Regions from separate parts of the Mus musculus genome. Here region 2 is linked to region 1. A link is a contact called in public Hi-C data. All regions are on one chromosome and are shown on one strand. The core of a region is the stretch at or near the end of the contact, and the rest is flanking DNA. Distances in the headings are between cores, read along the strand shown.

Evidence for each region. Hi-C and Micro-C count contacts between places; a contact is called where the count stands out from the background.
Region 2: a contact with region 1 is called in a Hi-C map of uterus, with 5 times the contacts expected there. The contact joins two enhancer-like sites. A contact is called at or near these places in 1 of 15 datasets of contacts at CTCF or cohesin (embryonic stem cells), 23 of 484 Hi-C or Micro-C datasets (the HL-1 cell line, the N1E-115 cell line, embryonic stem cells and 4 more) and 3 of 115 datasets of contacts at active chromatin or transcription factors (bone marrow-derived macrophages and embryonic stem cells).

The regions. Positions count from the first base shown.
Region 1 is chr11:45,792,102-45,797,719 of GRCm38.p6, forward strand. No RefSeq gene overlaps it. Among named protein-coding and RNA genes, the nearest start is that of F630206G17Rik, 13 kb to the right of the region's middle. Within about 2 kb of position 2,685, at least 59 of the 459 cell types and tissues checked have an H3K27ac peak or open chromatin away from gene starts, as enhancers often do. A contact at or near this core is called in uterus, where this site is marked.
Region 2 is chr11:45,925,310-45,930,940 of GRCm38.p6, forward strand. Lsm11 (U7 snRNP-specific Sm-like protein LSM11) reads right to left here. Exons shown (of 4, transcript NM_028185.2): 4 at 2,960-5,631. Among named protein-coding and RNA genes, the nearest start is that of Lsm11, 17 kb to the right of the region's middle. Within about 2 kb of position 1,437, at least 112 of the 459 cell types and tissues checked have an H3K27ac peak or open chromatin away from gene starts, as enhancers often do. A contact at or near this core is called in uterus, where this site is marked.

The DNA of each region.
Region 1 (5,618 bases), core at 1,435-3,934:
GACATAGCTGTCTCTTCGTTCGAGTCTCTTCATTGAGTTTGGCTAGGGTGAAATCGCTAAGTGAGTTTGTTCTGTGGTCTAATGGGAAAATTTAAAACCTGGCTATTCCAGATGGAAGCTGCTACCAACTCCAAGACAAAAGGCTGCCCAGGCACCTACATAAACAATGGTGGCTGTATCTTCATCCAGTTTAAAACACACAAAGTTAAGAGTGTCTTCATTCAGCAAGGAGAGAAGCTTATGAGCAGAGATGCAAGCCCTTGCCCAAAATGAATGAGCAAGAAGAGAACTTTGTCTGGATGTGAACCTAACCCCTAATCTGACTCCTTACTTCAATTCTCCTTACTATTCTCCGTGGTCTCTCTGAAGCCTGGACCTTGCTGAAATGGGAGAAGTGGGTATCTCTGAATGTGAAGGTGACAACTGACGTTTGTCTCAGGTATGCATAACTGGATCGAGTTAGCATGTGAGACACTCATGACCACACACATGTTACTGAGGTGACAGTTTGGTTTGGGCTTTTAATCTCTGAATCTCGAAGAGCAAAATTCACAGAGACAAATATGATGCACTTTTAAAGGACTGGAGGTTATTGTTTTATATTTTTTTCATGCCTTTTGCATGTATAGGTGCTTTGTCTGTACATAGCTTTGTAGATCTGGTGCTGCCAGAAACCAGGAGAGGAACTGAGATCCCCTGGAACTGGAATTAAGAAGGTTGTGAGCGGCCACGTGGGTGCTGGGAATTGAACCCAGGTCTTTCACAAGAGCAGCAAGGTCTTTTGACTGCTTACACGTCTCTCTAGGCCCTGAAAAAGAGCTTTGATTGTAGAGAAGATTTAACAAAGGCTTTGAGGGTGACAGAAACCAAGCAAAGCTCCAGATGGAACCAAGGAAGGATGGTGAGAAAAGTAAACCCCCTGTGGTACATGGGGGGTGGGGGGGAGTATGGAGTGGGGCACAAATGGGTTGCACTGGGCTTCTTCGTGTAAGGATTTTTATAGGACTTACAGTAGAAAATGAACAGACTGGGGTGATTTCTACTGAGATTGGTTAATTCTCTGAGCACCTTGAATATTGAGAGGATGGAGAGCCAACAAGCTCAAGACCTGTGCCCCCACCCCCTGTACCAGGGACAGGCTCATGTGCTGCACACATGCTGCTCCTGTCATTGGGAGAATGGCCATGCCTTGATGTCCTCACTCCCTCTCTGACTCATTTTGATAGCTAGTGACTTTCATTGTGTTCTGGCCATTAGACATGGCCAGCCCCGTCACTCACTAACCTTGAAGTACTGCTAGCTATAGATTTTGCCAGGGTCTCTTAGCCCTTAGCTAAACCACGTCCTCTTACCAGCTTGCAAATTTACTTTGACCTCGAACTGACTCTTACCATAGTTGCCAAGATTGTAGCTGCAGACTTTATTGAGTGCATCATAAGTAGCCCCCTCACTACTTATCTATGGAGTGGCCTGGAATACCCTTGTTAGATATCATCTTACTTAAAGCTTACACGGGGCTGTATAAGAAACAAGATATGTATAAGGGCAAAAAGAGTGATTCATCACTTCATGGGAGTCACCAACCATAGCCTGCAGACACTGCCTTCCCAGAACCTGCCTGCCCTCTCTCTTACCTGGTCAGCTTGACTCGTCCCCAGCTACAAGTCTTACTTTCCTTCCATGCTGTTACTGACCTTGCCCTTTAGCTCTCACATCTGGTCTCACAGTAACATTTCTTCAGAGCCCACAGCCAACGCTCCTTGCTCTGCTCGATGCCGTCAGGCAGTGACCTACTTTCAAGTTCTTTCTATGTTTAGAAATTGTCATAATCAAACTCCAGATGGGTGGTAGAAGGGAACACAGTTGGTCAAGTGCTTGTCCTGAGTTTGGTCCCCGGGACCCCACATTTCTATTGTGGTGTTGTTGTTGTTGTCGTTGTCATTGCTTAAAGCCAGATGTAATAGTCTCTATCTGTTTTATCCCGTGTGTGTGTGTGTGTGTGTGTGTGTGTGTGTGTGTGCGCGCGCGCGCGCGAGCGCTCGAGCAGTTGCAGATTTTTGTAATGGGGTGTGCACAAGCCACAATACATGTGGAAGCCAGAGAACAACCTCACTCCTGGGTCCTTGCCTTCTAAGGAATGAAGGGTCTCTTTTTTGTTTGCAGTGGCTTAAGCCAGGCTAGATGGGCAACAAGCATTCAGGAATTCTTCTGTTTCTATCCCTAGGAATATCAGGATTACAGACATACATGTACCACCACACCCAGCTTTGTGTAGGACTTAAACTCAGGTCCTCAAGCTCGCTGGGCAATTGTTCCCCTCCCTGTGCCACCTTCCATGCCTAATTAGAGATGGCTTCACAGTTAAGGATGCACGCTGCTCATGCAGAGGACCAGAGTTTGATTCCCAGTACCCATAGCACATACCAAGGGAATTTGCCGCCCTCTTCCGGCCTCTGCTGGCACTGCATTCATATGTACAAACCCACTCAGACAGTAGTTTCTTTAAAGTGTGCTGCTATGCTATGGTCTTATACATTTTGTCTATTTGGAGTTACTTGCACTATTATAGGTAGTGCTAATGAACACACCCAAGTAAATGTATTTTCCCTAGAACTTCATAGCCTTTCACAAAAACAAGTAATTTTCCATGTGGGCTAGAGGCATGTACACACCACCACCACTTCCTGCTCTCTTACCTCAGCTCTATTTCCTCCTCTGCTCTGATTACTGAACAAGATAGTACACAAGAAGTGCCTGACACATAAACAACTCCCAACTTATAGCAGTTAATATTCTGTCCCCTAGTTGAGGTCTTAGATACCATAACACCTAACTGAAGGCATCTCTGGCAACCGAAACCTGCAAAATACATCAACAGCCAAAGGCAAAACAAGAGCATCTAATTTGCCTTAGCATGCCTTCTCACACAGTTTCAGCCATGCAAGAGGTGCTCAGTCGAGGAGGCTCCATTGGTTGGTAGAGACTTTGCCTACCTAACGGGCATGATAGCCTGAGTTCTATCAACAGCACTTTACAAAGTGGGTTCTCAGCACACACCTGTAAGCCCAGCACTCAGGTAGTAGAAGCAGAAGAATCAGAAGGCCATCTTTAGCTACAAGATGAGTTTGAGGCCAGTCTATGGAACATGAAATCTTTCCTTGTAAAAATTAGCTTTGAAAAAATAGCTGAATACATGAGAAAGTGAATGTATCATAAGAGCACGGTCTCCTGACTTTAATTCATCCAGGCACAAAACCAACCTCAACTACCCTTATAAACATGGCCCACTCTGTTCTTTCGGAAGTGGCTGAGTACACCTCTCCTTTGTTTTGTTAACTGGCTGATCCACCTCAATTAAGAGACCAAAGCTTCCTCAACACATGGTTCAGTCACTGGCTGGCAGCATTTGCCAGACAAAAGCACTCTCCACTCTCCGTATTCTGCTAAGACTGCCATAGTCTCCAGTGTGGAAAGCTGACAGAGCAAGCAGCTCATTATTCCCCTGCTCAGATGAGGAAACTGACGTTCAGGAAGAATTAATTTGTCCAAATTCTCTAGAGGAGCTTGCAGGGGACAAACGACCTCCACAGCTTCCTTGGCTCTAAGACTCGGTCTGCAATCTCTCTTCCTGTGACCCTCAAGGTACCAACAGGTTTCGTTGCTATGGTTACCGTTGGCATCCATAGCATCCATAGGCGACTGTTTTCACTTCCCTCCCAGATCCCCTGCTGGCTCTGCTGAACTGAACCTTGGAATTCTGACAGCAGAGGGGGCTGCTGAGCCAAACCCAAACTCTCCCAGCATGCCTGGCTCCTTCCCATCCTGAGTTCTGAGAAGTTCCTCAGGTCTCTGAGGCCAAGCAGAACAAAAAACCTCTGGAGATCTGTAACATGAAATATAATCCCAGACCAGCATGTGCTGTGGCCTTTTGCCAGTAACAACTTGTCTCCCCAGGAAAGTCCCTGCCAGGAAATGTTTTTTAAAATATATATATACATATCTAGCAGGGGTTCTCAAACCTGGCTGTACACCAGAAACCACTGGGCTGTTTGGTTTTGTTCATTTGTCTGACTTTCTTTTTTTGTTTGTTTGTTTTGTTTTGTTTTGTTTCTTTCTTTCTTCTTCTTCTTCTTTTTTTTTTTTTTTTGAGTCAGGGTCTCATTCATACAACCCAGGCTGGCCTCGAACTTGTTGTGTCACCAATTGGTGACTTTTAAACTCTTGATCACCTTGCCTATACCCAGCCACTAAACCCAGATTGTGTGTTTTTTTTTTCCTTTTCCATTTTTTATTAGGTATTTAGCTCATTTACATTTCCAATGCTATACCAAAAGTCCCCCATACCCACCCACCCCCACTCCCCAACCTACCCACTCCCCCTTTTTGGCCCTGGCGTTCCCCTGTACTGGGGCATATAAAGTTTGCGTGTCCAATGGGCCTCTCTTTCCAGTGATGGCCGACTAGGCCATCTTTGATACATATACAGCTAGAGTCAAGAGCTCCGGGGTACTGGTTAGTTCATAATGTTGTTCCACCTATAGGGTTGCAGATCCCTTTAGCTCCTTGGGTACTTTCTCTAGCTCCTCCATTGGGAGCCCTGTGATCCATCCATTAGCTGACTGTGAGCATCCACTTCTGTGTTTGCTAGGCCCCGGCATAGTTTCACAAGAGACAGCTACATCTGGGTCCTTTCGATAAAATCTTGCTAGTGTATGCAATGGTGTCAGCGTTTGGATGCTGATTATGGGGTGGATCCCTGGATATGGCAGTCTCTACAAGGTCCATCCTTTCATCTCAGCTCCAAACTTTGTCTCTGTAACTCCTTCCAAGGGTGTTTTGTTCCCACTTCTAAGGAGGGGCATAGTGTCCACACTTCAGTCTTCATTTTTCTTGAGTTTCATGTGTTTAGGAAATTGTATCTTATATCTTGGGTATCCTAGGTTTTGGGCTATGTGTTTTTAATTATTGATTTATTTATCTACTTATTTATTCATCTAATTACTAGATTAGTGTTCTATAATACTGGGCTGCCTATTAAAAATGTATAGTCCAGAGCCTAGAGAGATAGTTCAGTGAAGCAGTTATGGGTTGTTGCTCCTCTTGTAGAGAATACAAGCTAGGGTTCCAGCACCTATGGGGTAGCTGGAACCTACCATATATAACTCTGGTTCTAGGAGACCCAACAACCTCTTTCTGGCCTCCTAGAGCAATGTACACACATGATATACATATGCATAAAATAACTACATCTTTTAAAAAAGGGAATATCAATTTCAAAAGATATTTTTAAGAACACAATGTCCAGGGCCATGGGTGGTGATACAGGCCTTTGATCCTAAGCACTTTAATCCTAAACAGAACTGTGAGGTCAAACCAGCCTGGTCCATGTACTGAGTTCCAGACCAACCAAGAGCTACTTAATGAGTCCTTATCTCAAAGCTAAGTAAATAGATATAAATGAATAAATAAATAAATATGAACGACAGCTAACACAAGGTATCACCCAGACTTGTGAAACCAGCAAATCCAAAATGTAGAACCTGGAAGTCTGTAAAAATAATCATACTGTATGATTCTAGTGGTTCCTAAAACAGGCATGTTTATAAACCAACAAGCTA
Region 2 (5,631 bases), core at 187-2,686, 130 kb after region 1:
CCTCTCTCGGCTCCTTTTTAAGTCAAAGTTAAAAAGCAAGCCAACTTAAAGGAAAACAACAGCTAAATAGATATGGGGCAAGAGGTGTGCTGGAGACCAAGGCAGAAACTCTGAAGTCGCCATGAGTTACCTGAGTGTGTGTTGAGGGTGGGGGCACATTGGGCCATGCAGTCACAGGAAAGATGATGTAAGCACTTGCTTGGATTTCTGACAGTGATGATAACTGGTGACAAGCCATCCTGGTGACCAGTTAGCTAATGTGTGAGCTGCTGCTTGCTGCCACCGGCGTGTACTTTCCACGTGACTCTAATTGGCCCACACAGGAGTGAATCTGTGACCCTTCCCTCATTAGCCACATGCTCAGACCAGCTGAGCTAGCTCTCACTGGGTCACTGGGGTCTCGTGTAGGAAATTACCATTCCAGTGCCCCATGGCCCTTTTGTAACCCCAACTAATGAATGTCCCATGGAGCCTAATGTCCTTCCTGGGGAAGCACGGGGCTCTACTCGCAGCATATGTGATCTTCTGAAGGTTTAACCCAGGAAGAGCCAATTGAGGGAGCACAGAGAATTTGGGGGAGCCAAGGAACACATGCATGCTGAGAGAAAGGAGGCCACGGTGCCAGTGTGGTGGATCTGGTCTCAAGGTAAAAAATGTAGAAAACTACAGAACATCACACAGCAAGTTCAAGTGTAAAGGGCACCAAGGGTGTGCTCTGTCGGCTTAGCAGGATACATCACCAACGCTTTAAGATTGATTTTTATTTATGTGTAAGAGTCTGTGTCGGCCATCGGATGCTCTGCAGCTGGAGGTAAAGATGCTTGTGAGGCACCGACACGGTTGCTGGGATCTAAGCTCTGTCCTCTGAGGGCCTGTAAGCACCTTAACCACTGAGCCATCTCTCCAGCCCCAACTGCCAGCTTTTAAAGATGAAAATGGTGTGTGCCTATTTTAGAGATGAGGAAACTGAAGTGATTCCTGAGAGCCAAAGACCCTCGCAGGAAATAAGTTCACTATGAAATACAGAGGATGGAGCTTTGCTGTAGCAGGCTGCCTCACTACAGGCCGGGAGCAATGGGCTAATCACAGGCAGGAACCTCCAAAATTAGGGGTAGGATAAACCTTTCTCTTTACAAGATATATATAAGCATTGATACCCGAAACCCCCGATCCCGTTGCTTGGCTGTTCCAATCTAACACAACAGGTTTCCTCTGTTCATTATAAATGCCCGTCTGACTCATGAACATGTCTGCATCCAGTTCTGGAGTGGTCACTCCACTCAGTAGCAACCATTGCCACACCTGGGCTTTCACAGGGCGCTGCAGACTGTATCTATCATTTCAATTGTTTCTGTATTGTTTCAATTGCGGGAGAAACAAGGGATTCCGTACAGCAGTGCAGGCACAGTCTCCTGCCAGCAGGGGGAGATAGTGACCGACACCCTGAAGTAAGGGATACTGGGAAACACTTCTCATTCTTTTCTAAGGTCATTTCCCTCCCTGACTGACAGCAGCTGCGCTGGCTGAGCTTAAGAATACAATCCACGACAACCCACATTGCCATGGGGTGGGTCGCAGCTGATTTTTTCCCTTGATGTCAAAGCTTCTACATATTTAAGTATGGATCGCTGCCTGAGACATGGGTCCTTCCAAGAGCTAGCGAAGCAGTTTTCTTTAACCCACTGCCACCTAGTGGCAACTGAGCAGACTGAGAAAGATACTTAGTTCTATCCAAGACTAGCCGGCAAGGATTCCACCCCCCCCTCCCCCCAGTTCTTTCTTATCCTACTCAGGAAAACCAAGGTAAAGATAGATATATTTACTTATGGGTTTTCCATACCCTGGATAATGAGGTATGAAACAAGGGAATCGTGGGCCTTGCCTCGTCCTCCCCTTTTGTGGTGGTTAGGCATTTACAAATGCAGTTGAGCCCAGGTTAACCTAGGTCTATTAGAACATGCCAAGTTAATGTGAGAAAGAATCAGGAGAGAAAGACAGAGAGACTGGGGGGGGGGGGAAGAAAGCGAGAGTGAGCCAGGGGTTTGCCCAGGCTAGACAAGCACTCTACCACCAAGCTATACTGTCCTTAGAGCTTTAGAGATTGGATCTAGCTATGTAGCCTAGGCTAGCTTCCGATTCCTGACTCTCTCCAGTGTGCTGAGATGGCAGATGCATGCCATGTCCAAACCAGAGTGACTTGCTTATTTGTCTGTCCTACTGGGTACCGAGAAAGCTCACAGGAGAGATTAAGTCACCGACGTGGCAAGCCCTCAGGCCACCCAGCTTGCTTTCATGCAGAGGGAAGCTGTGACTCGTTCACAGATATCTGGAAGCCTCTAAGGATAAGAATTAATGGTGACTTCACCAGATCATGAGGAGAATGGACTAATGCCAGTGAAGGCCAGGCAGAAGAAGTCCATAGGGCGATTAGTGCAGCTCAGAGTTGGGAGAACTCAAATTTAGGAGAACAAAGGTGCCTGGAGGATGGGACTCCAGAGATGTGCTTTGGTATCAAAAAGGCCCAAGATCACAACAGCAGGACTGCAATTAGCTAAAGCTTGTTTATTTATTTATGTGTCTGTGTGTGTGTGTGAGCACACACATTTGTGTGCATTTATGTCCATGCTTAGGGCACTAGATGTTCTCCTTCACCCTCCCCCTTTGATTTGAAGTGGGGTCACATCCCTGAGCCTGGCTAGAAGCCAGTAAGCGCCCTCGTCTCTGCTGCCCACCATGGTTTACACCTGGGGTTACAGGAATTGTGGGATGCCTGACTTGCTACCTGGTGCATGGATCTGAACTCCAATCCTTAGAACGGTGTAGCTCTTAGCTGTTGAGCCATTTCTCCAGCCCCTGCTTGTAATAATTTCACTTTCTAGATGTGTGTCTTCTCTTGGTAATAGACCCGAAATTTCTCCAGGATTCTCCCCAAGTTAGCAGAGACCAAGCAGCAAGCAAATGGATACAATCATCTTTATTACAGTTTCCAGACTCCCATTTGACACATATTAAAAGCAGAACATTGCAAAGGTTACTAGCAGCAGGCCCCTTCAACAAGAAGGGTCTCCGTTAACTTAACAAGATGAGGTCGGTCGGGGGTCCTTACGTCAGTCGCTGTATGAGCACTCCTGGACATCTCATCCAGCTTCAGCCATGTCCACAAAGCCATCACCAAGTCACGGTGCAGAGGGGACATGGTGGCCAGACTCTTTACATGCCCACTGAATAAGCAAATTACTTTTGGTTGCTGTCATTTTAGCTTTGTTTTTTTGTTTGTTTGGTTGGTTTGGTTTTTTTTTTTTTTTTTGAGACGCTTTCCCTCTGCAGCTTAGACTGGCCTGGAACTCACAGGGATCCTCCTGCCTCAGTCTCCTAAGGACTGGGTTTACAGGTGTGAGTGTTTTAGGGCATGGCTCACTGTCTTGCTTTCCTGCCAGGAAGACAAAAGAAGGGGCCGGGCTCCCTGCTCTAAAATCAGGCAGTCAATCGCCTACCCCTAGGAGTTCCCAGACGTTTCCTCAGAGTTGTGAAAATACAGCATCAGGCATTTGCTCCCAAGGACTCACAATCAAGTGATTGCAATGTGCCAGGAACCAAACTCCCAGCTTTCCCCGGGATGCCCGTGTTTGCAGCCGGTGTTCTCAGGAAGCCTGGACACGGCTGCTTAAAGACCCCAAGGGTTCCAGGTGTGCTGAGTTGTCTTGCCCCTGATCTTTGGACCACCCATGTTGTTTCGTGACAGAGGGCTTTCACTTTTATTAGGACCGTGCAAGAGAACTGACAGACATTTGAAACACTTCACACTGGGAGGTAAGGAAGCCCAAACCATCTTTAGAAAATTGTGACAGGTGCCCAAGGCTTATGTTAAATTCGCCAGAAAGTAACGACAGACTTAAATTAACAGCCTTTCCTGTATAGGCCCATTGAGATGGTTTTACTTCCAACCACTGAGAGAAGCCTCCTGGGTAAGAAAGACACAGGTGAGCAGGGTACCAACAGCAGGCTGCATGCATTCCAGGTATGATGCAGGAAAAGAAAACTGAAAGACATCTCTCAAACCACGCTATACCACCAGACTCGTTCTTCCATTAACCTGACCTGCACACAGCAACCATTTCATTCCTAAGATGCACAGAAGGGGGTGAAACGCTTTGGGGGGAGCACCAGTGACAGCTAGCTGTCTTTGAATACTTGTAACGTTTTCCTACAGGAAGAATCTACGGGACATTTAAAGAAGCAATTTACAGAACCGAGTGTATTTCATGATTTTGCCTGGGTGGCTGTCACAGAAACAGTGCAAACAGAAACACAGACACCCACTTCCACTCGTGCTGGGCCTGTTTCTTTTGTCTCAAAGGGCAGAAGTGTCGGGCGCAGACCTCTGTGAGGCTGACAAGGACTAAGGGCAGCTCGGAGCTCGTGACCTGACAGCCTGAAGGGCACTCTTTCTCTGCCAAGGCTGATGAGTCTGCTCCCACTCTGACAGCAGCTCGCAGCTAGTTCATTGGCACCCACACCGGAATGCACTCTACCTTGATGTGCATCAGGCAAAGAAAGAAGAAGACAGAGAGACTCCTTCAGACCCTCACCTCGGATGCTAACCAGCTAAGCATTTCACAAACCACCCGCTGGTCCTAAGAAGGGAACCCTCAAGCTTCCCAGACACTACAACGGACAACCCAGGTGAAAGCTGTACTGATACGGAGTTCAAGAACGGCTCTGTGGACACAGACTTGCATGTGGTAGAACCCTGGTTCTACATTAACACTGCCCATTTAATGCACGATACTTTCGAAACAGTATTCCCACTCATAACCTTCCCCAGCTTTCCTGCAACCTCCATGGATGGTGTCTGAACTTGACCAACGAGTGGTTGTCCCAGGTGGTGGTGTGAGCACAGCTGGCAGCTTCTGCAAGCTGAGCACAGACAACAAACAGGCAGACCACTCTGTCAACCCAGCCATTGACCACGACACATACAGAAATCTGGGCCTCTGTACAATGGCTGACTGGGCCTAGCCCCCTTGGTTTATTTAGCTGTATTCCTTAGTCCCTGGACAGCACCCAGAGCCCTGTCCTGTCCTATCTGTTGTCTCCCTTGTATTTGAGCATGGACCTTTAACAGCCCTGTTCAGGCAGTGATACTTGCCCACCTGTGACTTGTCTTCAAGCTGAGCACCAGAACTGTGGCTAAGCTGGTCACTCTTAACGGCGGAGCCACAGGGTGAGAGGTCGCCTCTTCAGTTGGAGCATTGGCAGGCAGAGGCAGGCAGATCTGTGTTTGAAACTAGCCTGGTTTACTTAGTGAGTTTCAGACCAGTCAGGCAGACACAGTGAAACTGTTTCAAAATAAATAAATTAATTAAAAATAAGCTATAATCTGTGAATTATTCAGGTAGCTAGAAATTAGTTTGAACAATCAAAACCATTTATTAAAAAGTAAGGTGTATCCTTAAGCAAATGTAACCCCACGGAACACAAGTGAGGTGGCTCTAGTCTACTCCTGAAGCGTGGGGCTCCCAGGAGGAAAGGGGTGCATCTTCTAGTCCCTGGCCTCTTCTTTCCTCATAAGGGACACTTCAGCTGGTGACTCAGGTATTCATCCATCCATGCCAGGGACTCATTAACAGA